Regions from separate parts of the Rattus norvegicus genome. Here region 1 is linked to region 2. The links are chromatin contacts, called in public Hi-C maps. All regions are on one chromosome and are shown on one strand. Each heading gives the region's core, a stretch centred on a gene start, on an enhancer-like site or on the middle of the called end of the contact. The rest is flanking DNA. Distances are from core to core; before and after follow the strand shown.

Region 1 (4,616 bases), core at 1,609-4,108, 190 kb before region 2:
AAAAAAGACAGCAAATGTGGAAAACACTTTCAAAGAAACCCAATAACCTGCCCCTACCCTTGCAACTATGCTTCAGGATAGAGGATGGACTGGGTATTCAGGTATCGCTTCCGCCACGGTGTGGATTAGCCCAGATAGAACTGGAGGACACCAGGAAAAACACTGACCAAGTGACAGATGGCTGAGCCCCTCTGGATCGCCATTCAAAGTGCGTGTTTCTTGTCGAGTAGCGTGCAGACCCTGAGGGCACTCTGAGGGTAGCATCTTCTCCAGGTGAGCACACCTGTGTGAGCAGCTGCACCCCCAAAGCCCTCCATCTGCCCCTCTGTTCGCTGATGCTCTGAACCCCAAAAGTTTGGAACTAGGGAGTTTCCTGTATGGGAAGCCTCCCTCCGAACCCTCGAAGCTCCTCCTCACCCCCAAGCCTTCCTCCGCTCACTGAGCTTCTTTGATTCATCTATTCTTCCGTCTGGTCGTCACCGTTTGAACTAACTTGTTTGGGGAGGTCATGTGTCCCATGCTATACAGGGGGTGGGGGGAATACAAGGCAAGTGACAGCAGACTTTGAGCTAAAAAGACAGGCATGGCCAAGGGCAGCTGACATGCTGTGTGGTAACTGTAATGATGGAGGGGAGCTGGGTCAGGGCGGAGAGGGTGTGCGCTTCAACAGTCAGGAGGCAGCACTTAGGAAACTAATTGAAACTGTGTGGGCGAGACCAGCAGGACTTCCAAGTCGATGGGATGGGAGAGCGAGAGAGAGGACTGGCTTTCTCTTGTTACCTTATAGACTCCTGTGGATGGACTTGGTAGCTCACAGCTTATTATTGCAAGGCGTAAAAGCTTGCTTTCTAGAGAACCTAACAAATCAGACCCGCAGTGCTGCAGCTGAACAGTAGAGGGCGATAAAGACTTGTGCTTGACGCTAAAATCCTGCACCCCTCTAGCACTGTCCCCCACCCCCATACCCCCCAATAAAAATGTCATGAAAGCTCTCTGGAGGTAGATAAGGATGCGGATGAAGCCCAAAGAGTGAAGTGAGTATGGTCAGAGTCACACAGCTCCTCAGTAGCAGAGAGAGAGCCTGGACCACCAGACTCATTCAAGTCACCCTGTACTGCTCTCGACTTTCCCAAAATCGCAGTTCCTAAAATCCAGATGCTTCACGCATCTGTTTTTTAAATTTCCTTTTCTCCTTGTCTTTAAGAGATGGTGAAGGGAAAATGAGCCACGGTGTAGAGGCGTACGTACATATGTACGTACAAGTAACATGTGACTGTCCCGGGTCTTCCTTCCCTTCCTGCCTCTGAATGAAGTCGGCGGGTTAAAAATGGGTGTCTCGGTTTCAGTGTATGTCCCGCCTCTTCTTGGTATGATCGTGATGCTTACCTTCAAGTCTTTGAAGCCCTGACTGTAAAGCCTGGTGCTGTTCACCTTTATGCCTCCAAGGCTGTCCCCAGAGTAGAAGAGAACTGATGTAAACTTGTTGCAAACAGTCTCCAGCAAGGAGCAGGTGGCTCCATCTGTATTCCTGTTGACTGTCTCAGCCCTCGAGGTTCTTTGTATCAAGTCCCAGCTGTGCCATAAATGGCATAGGTCCCTTCTCTGTCACAAGCCACGGTCATCTCATTCTTCCAACAGAGGTCATCACACCCATGTTACTCCTTCAGGAACAATCCTAGAAAGAAACGGATGAGTGGGTCAGAGTTCAACGCCCAAGAGTCTAGCAAGCAAGGACGCTGTATAAACTCGCTGTTGTAACACATTCTCAGACCATATTGAAAACCGGCCTGGTGGGCTGGGGAGATGGCTCAGTGGTTAAGAGCACTGGCTGCTCTGCCACGGGTCCTGAGTTCCGATTCCCAGCAACCACATGGTGGCTCACAACCACCTGTAATGGGATCTGATGCCCTCTTCTGATGTGTCAAAGACAGCTACGGTGTCCTCATACACATAAAATGAATAAAATATTTTTAAAAAGAAGAAAGGAACGGGCCCGGTATATGTAGACATTAGCTACTCTAGAGGCGGAGACAGAGGGATCACAAGTTCCAGGCCAGCCTCAACAACTTAGCAAAACCTTACGTTAAAAGGAGGGAGTGGGGATACGGATAAAGAATAATTCAGTAGTAGAGTACATATCTAGCATGCTCAGAACCCGGCTTTGTAAATAAGATTGATGCACATTTCTTTTTCTTTTTCTTTTTTTTTTTTTTTTCTTTTTTTCGGAGCTGGGGACCGAACCACCCAGGGCCTTGCGGTTGCTAGGCAAGCGCTCTACCACTGTAAATAAGATTGAAAAAGACAGCACTAGAAAAAGCACAAGTCAGAGGGCCCCAGGACCGCTGCTCTCTCTGGTGTTTTCTTCTTAACTAGAGGAGGTAAAAATCTCATCCCTTTTTAAGGTTTACAGAATTTGCCAGGTTCACCCTCCCTACATCAGCATAAGTTGCTCATAGGCTCAGGAATCCCAGTGGACCATCTAGGGCACAGAGCAGATAAAGTTCTTATCTCCACCCCAGGGCTCCCAGGCCCATGCTGCCAAGTCTCTCTTCCTCTCCCAGACACTCCTCGACGGGGAGCCAGTAGCGCCTAGCTAAGTAGGCGGGTCGGGCTCCTTGAAAAGAAGCCAAAATGGAGACAACTGGATGATGGTAGGGGGTCCCCAACCAACACAGATGACCTAGAGGAGGGAGCACCTCACAGCTCCAGCATCTCACAGCTTCAGACCCAGTTGTACCCTACTTGCCTACCACAGTACGTGCTTCCCCTTCTCCCCGCATCCAGCCTCCCAGGAAGCTACGCCTAGGTCCCCGCAGATAGGTTCTGTGTCTGTGTTTTCTCTGACCCCAGTTCCTGGCGCACAACCTGGGAAAGAAGACCTCACTCAGTCAATGTTTGCTAAATTGAATTGAACCGAGCTGCACGGAGGCCAGGATTATTGACCTTTCCAGGCAATGTTTTTGTTTTCCTGTCTTTGCAGGATGCACGGGGCACATTGGAAAAGGCAATTGGAGAGTGTGCCGCCGCGGAGAGATTACTGAGAGAGGGCTGAACGGGTTCAAGGAAGTAAAGATGAGAAAGTGTGTGGGCATCTGCAGGCATGGGAAGCAATTACTGCTCCCCAAACTTAAAGGCCCAGAGGAGGCTGGGGAAGAATGCGGCAAGCTGCCAAAAGGCAGCCGGTGGGCGGGGTGAAGTAAAAATCCATCCCACGCTCGGCCTGCTCCACTCTCCTATATCCTGATGTTGTCTCTTGTTGGTTGGACCCAAATAGAAGCCAAAGAAGCCCAGGGTACAAGCCATAAAAGGCAGCTTCTCCGGGCTTAGAGCAAAGGGGTTGAAAATCAAGAACATACGTGGATGGGGGAATGAGGAATACCCGACAAAGTGGCTTTCCCCAAAACACTCTCCACTCTACATTGGCATCAGAACTGCTTCTTTTTTTCTGGTTGGTTGGTTGGTTTTGAGACAGAGTATCTATATAGCCCTGGTTCTCCTTGAATTTGCTCTGTAGATCAGACGAGCATCAAACCCACAATGATCTACCTGCCTCTGCCTCCCGAGTGTTAGAATTAAAGACACGTTCTGCCTCCTTATAACAGTCTGTGGCCCTGTAATGGTTGGTGCTGTCAACTTGATAGAATTTAGAACTCATCTAGGAGATGGGCCTCTGGACATGCCTTTGGGGTTATTATCTTAAATGTATTAGTTAAGTGAGATAGGAAGACCGGTCCACTGTGGGTGGCATCATTCCCTGGCTGGGAACATGGACTGTATAAGTGGAGAAAAGCAGCAGCTCAGCTATTCATACCCCATTCACGATCACGGGTGTGATGTGATGAGCTGCTTCAAGTTCTTGCTGCCTTGACACCTTGGAACTATGAACCAAAAAATAAACCCTTATTTCCTTAGGTTGATTTTTGTCACAGTATTTTATCTCAGCAACAGAAAAAGAACAAAGTCATGCACCCTCTGTTCGTCTCTGACCCCTCTAAGAGCACTCATGTTCCATTTGTCTCTCCATCCTAATCCTTCTAGCCACCATGGATGTGTGGGCAGGCAAGAGGACAGATAAACCAAATCAGTTGTGGCTTTTTGCTTGGGAAGAGATCATCCAGAAGATGCCAGGCAAACTATCTCAATAAACTCACTAGTTTAACAGGGGTTAAGTCAGACTTTAGAACTAGAAGACTATTCCACATGTTCTGTGCCCACGTGCCAATCAAGAACAATGCTAGGGGGGTTGGGGATTTTGCTCAGTGGTAGAGCGCTTGCCTAGCAAGCACAAGGCCCTGGGTTCGGTCCCCAGCTCTGAAAAAGAGAAAAAGGGGAAAAAAAAAAGAACAATGCTAGGCTGGTTAGGGGGCTCCAATGCCACTGGTCTCGGAGGACACCTGCACTCAAGTGTGTCTACCCTTACATAAACCTATACACATAATTAAAAATAATAAAAATTGATCTTTAGAAAAAGAAAAGGCTTGCCTCTCAGGACCTCTGGATGACGTCCAGAGATAATATTTCATCAAATGGTTCTTTCAGGCTATATGGAAAAGAGTCTCGGATTTCCTAGGTGCTGCTGAAACAGCTATATGAGGGTACCTATTCTATGGAATTAC
Region 2 (4,339 bases), core at 1,341-3,840:
CATACACAGGGTCTAAGACAAGACTGTTAAAATCTCTGAGGGGCTAGTTACAGGCTTTGGATAAAACAGTTAGGGACTTTAGGGTCCGAAGACGACAGCTGCAAACGGGCAGCTGTTGGAACATACAGTCCTGTAACCCTGAAGCCCAAGGTTGCTCATTAAATGTTTAAACTGTGAGGTTGAAATGTTAGTGACAAGAACCATTGTTAGCGATGCCTGGAGACGAGATCCATTAGGGAGTAGGGCCTGACATAGGAATCCCCGTGCAATTCAGCACGTCACTGTCAGTAGCCATTGATCACTACCATCGAGTCTGAGCGGAGTCATGAGTGTGGGGATCTAAGGTCGATAACCTTCATTTTCCTCATCTCTAAGAGGAAATAACATGTACCCTACAGAACCACTAGGAAGAGGAAGTGGGATCCTGTGGACATTCAATAAGCATTTGTTGAGTGCTTACTACTTCCCAGCAGGGGCTAGGATGCACAGACGAAAAAGAAAACATCTCTTAATGGAGCCTGGAGCCCAACAGGAGAGAAGCTCTGCATAGCCACACACTCAGACGGTGCACGCAAGACGAACAGCTCTGAAAGCTGTGATTCTCCAAAGTGACATCGTGCTTAGCGCGCCTGCCTGACTTCCTACTTGGCTGATGTAAGGAACCACAGATGCAGTGGCTTAAAACAACCTGCAAGCGTTATTTTGCCTTGCTGGAGGCTGAGGTGGATCTTACAGGCTAAAGCCAGTGCTTCGTCCCTTCTAGACTCTCTAGGGCATAACTCACCCTTTCTTTACCTTTCTTGCTTCTAAGCAGTGGTCCTCAACCTTCCTAATGCTGCAGCCCTTTAATACAGTTCCTCATGTTGTGGTGACCCCAACCATAAGCTTATTTTCATTGCTGCGTCATAATTGTAATTATGTTGCTGTTATGAATTGTAATGTAAATATCTGATATACAAGATATCTGATATACAAGATATGTGATATGCAACCCCAAGGGGGTTGTGACCCACAGGTTGAGAACCAGTGTTCTAGCTGGTGCGTGCCTCCCTTAGCTTCTACACCTTGATTTTGACAGTTGTTGTTTCTCCAGTCTCTAAAAAAGTCTCATTTAATTCTACTGGCTATAACAGTGAGTTAATTCTCCCCTCAACCTTTTTAACTCACACATAGAACAACCCCTTCCCGCCTTTGCTACACACAGGAAACACAATCATGCAAATGCAAAATGCATAGGTGGACATCTTCAAGTGACTTTTCTGCGTGTTCCTGGGATATCCTTAGAAACTAGTCAGCTGACTTGGGCTACACCAATTGTACATAGCATCTGGTAAATCTTGTGGGGGTAAGAGCAGAGTGGGTTTATTGTAGATGCTATTCTACAGAGTAAACTATCACATGGGTGGTCCTCATAAGATCATAGAATGAATGCAGGGCAGCTCTCAGACCTTGGGCAAGCATGTTACATACCTAAGCTCCCAAATCCATCTAAGTGAGTGGGAATACATAGAACTGTCTCGGAGAGTTAGAATGGGGATTAATGAAGATGGAGACGGTGGAATCTAAGACAATGCCTGGTCTTCAATAAATGTCTGTTTTGGAATGATTCCTTGTCTTCTCTGTGCGTCCTGCTGAGATCACTGCTTCCCCAACTCTCTCTTAAACTGTTACATTTGCATGTAACAGTCGTGTTCTGTCCTCCATCAATAGCTCTGGAGCCCAATCAATGAATCGTATGGCAGTCTCTAAAGCTTGGTTTCTTCCTTTGTGCAATCGAGATAATAACCTGTACGCTAACAGGCTAAATTAAGACATATGGAAAGGGCTTAGTGTAATGTCTGGCACAAAATTAGGGCCTGATAAACAGTAGTGTTATTCTCCCCAAAGGCCTGGCCTCCTTTCAGCCTCATTTCCCACATTCCTCATTCTGGAGCACAGGACAACCCTCTTGTCTGTGGGCAAACACCGAACCTGTGGGTATTGCTCGTTAGCAATTCGCTGCCTCCAGTTAGCAAATCGCTGTCTCCAGTTTCCTCCATGTGCCCTATGCAATTCATTCTCATGTTCTACTTCGCTTCCCAGAAGTCTGTCCAACCTTGACCAACCTTCTCAGTAGCAATTGTTTATGCAGGCCCTTGCCTTAACTCTGGGCATGGGCGAGGTCCTTGAAGCAAAGTGTCTCCTAAGGAGTACGGAAAAGTACTTCCCCTTCCTCACCGGCCTCAATTTTCTTGTTTGGAACGGGTTCATTGGACTGCAAGGTTAAAGCCCCAGCCAGGGCTGAGATGTTAAAGAGATAGTTTCATTAAGTGGCAAGGACCTAGGTCTACTCCACTTCTTCTGCAGAAGGGGAAACTGAGTACCGTTGGTGTTTTGGTTTTTTGCTTTCAGAAAGAGACGCGCTTTTCTTTGCCCCAGGGGTAAGCATTTTCTGGAAGGAGGCAGCCTTATTTTCTTCATCTGGTCAAGGAGGGGAAACTCTCGGACTTCTCGGGGGTCCTGCGCGCCCGGAAACACGTGTGTGCTCACCTACGTGTACGCACGTGAGCGCACCTACAGCAGCAGGGGGCGCTCGGGCCGGCAGGGGGCAGCACAGGCCCGGCGCAGCCCCGGGGGAGGAGGGCGTGCTGCAGTGCCGGCGGCGGCGGCTGGAGGTGCAGCCCTCCCAGGTGGGAGGCGGGGGCTGCGGGCGCAGGAAAAGGCGCCCCGGGAGCGGGCGCTCGGCGGGGGCCTCCTCGGGCCGGGCGCGGCGCGAGTGGGAGCGAGCGCGCCGGGAGCACGCAGGCGCTTTGCTCCGGCTGGCCCTCGGCCGGCGCGCGGCGCGGGAGCAGCCCGCAGCCGGGTCCCCCCGCGGCGCTCTTCGCGGGGCAGCGGCCACGCAGCAGCCCGCACCGACTGACTGCCCCAAGCGCGCAGCGGCGACAGCGGCGACAAGAGCGGGACGGTCCCCCGGGCCGCCCGTGCGCGCTCTCTCCCGCGCCGCTACTCTCGGCGGGCGCTGGCCCGGCCGACGCGTTCCCCGGGCGGCCGGAGCGCGGCCTCGGCCTCGGCTGGGGCGGGAGCGAGCCCCGGGCCGCAGCCCGCGGGAGGCGGCGCGGCGCGGCGCGGCGGGCACTGACGGCGGCGCCAGGCGCTCCCGGGCGGCGGCGCAGCGGCAGCGCAGGGGGCGGAGGCAGGGGGCGCCCCCGGCCAGGATGCTGCGGTTCCTGCGCCGGACCTTTGGCCGCCGCTCCATGCAGCGCTACGCGCGGGGCGCGGCGGGGCGCGGGGCCGCCGGGCTGGGGGACGAGCGCGACGGGGGGCCGCGAGGGGGCCCGGCCGCCGCCGCCAGCTCCTCCGTGCTGCCCGCCGCGCCCGGGGGTAGCGTGTTCCCGGCCGGCGGCGGGCCCCTGCTCACCGGCGGCGCGGCTGTGCACATCTCCGCCTCGGGAGCTGCCAAGGCCACCCTTTACTGCCGTGTCTTCCTGCTCGACGGAACCGAAGTGAGCGTGGACCTGCCGGTGAGTGACGCGGCGCGTGTGGGGCACTGGCAGCCTGCGCTCCTTGGGGCAGAGCCCCCTGTCCCCGTGGTTCTTTCCCTGGGAAGCTTCCCCGGCCGCTCTTTGGGACCCCTCCCCCATCTTCTGCCAGTCTTCCCCAGCCATGAACCCTCCCGGACCACCAGCTCGGGTATGCTCTGGGGCCCAGTCTTTGGCACCTTGCACCGCAGGGTTGCGGTGCTCTTCTTTGGTGACCCCCTAGGTTTTTTGTGCCTCACTCCTACCCTATGCTACCCCATGCACACGTCCCCACGTCCCCTCCCCTTGGCGCAGGTGGCCTCATTCCCTGCCAATGTTGGCTTTCCGATGCTGGATTGAGTAGAATTTTTCAAGCGACGCAGGGCTGCTCCGGGGTATCCCGGTTTTGGTGTCAGGCCTTAGTGGAAAAGAAATCCTTGCTTGGTGCTCAGCAGGTGCCCCAAGTTTGGGAAGAGGCTTAGGGAACAGTTTTGTCTCTCTGCCCTCTACCTATTCTCTATGGATGGCCCCTATAGAGAGTTTATCCCAAAGTGCTCCCTGGCTCACAGTCTCGCAGGGAGTGGAGTGACTTCGGAGCCAACTCAGGCCAGGTCAGCTTTGAACGGACAGAAGCCTTGGGGTGCTGGGAGTTGGGTCCGGCCACCTCTGGACTGGCCTACCCACTTGCTCCCACATCCGGCAGTGTGCGTGGGACGCGCAGGGCATCCCGGGGTAGCAGCACCAGGGCCTGCGTCCCGGCCACACACCCACAGGTGGTTGCACCCGGGCCCAGTTCCAGTGGCAAGCTAGGCCAGCGCCAGTGACTCCGACAGGGAGCCATG

The links. Hi-C and Micro-C count contacts between places; a contact is called where the count stands out from the background.
Region 1: a contact with region 2 is called in a Hi-C map of Schwann cells, with 2.5 times the contacts expected there. The contact joins the enhancer-like site here to the promoter of Epb41l4b in region 2. A contact is called at or near these places in 2 of 12 Hi-C or Micro-C datasets (Schwann cells and frontal cortex).

The regions. Positions count from the first base shown.
Region 1 is chr5:76,837,948-76,842,563 of GRCr8, reverse strand. It overlaps LOC134486937 (a long non-coding RNA gene), which reads right to left. Exons shown (of 2, transcript XR_010066520.1): 2 at 1,194-1,675. Among named protein-coding and RNA genes, the nearest start is that of Ptpn3, 19 kb to the right of the region's middle. Within about 2 kb of position 2,858, at least 12 of the 93 cell types and tissues checked have an H3K27ac peak or open chromatin away from gene starts, as enhancers often do.
Region 2 is chr5:76,646,003-76,650,341 of GRCr8, reverse strand. It overlaps Epb41l4b (erythrocyte membrane protein band 4.1 like 4B), which reads left to right and starts at 2,590. Exons shown (of 25, transcript NM_001401792.1): 1 at 2,590-3,500. The coding sequence starts at 3,195.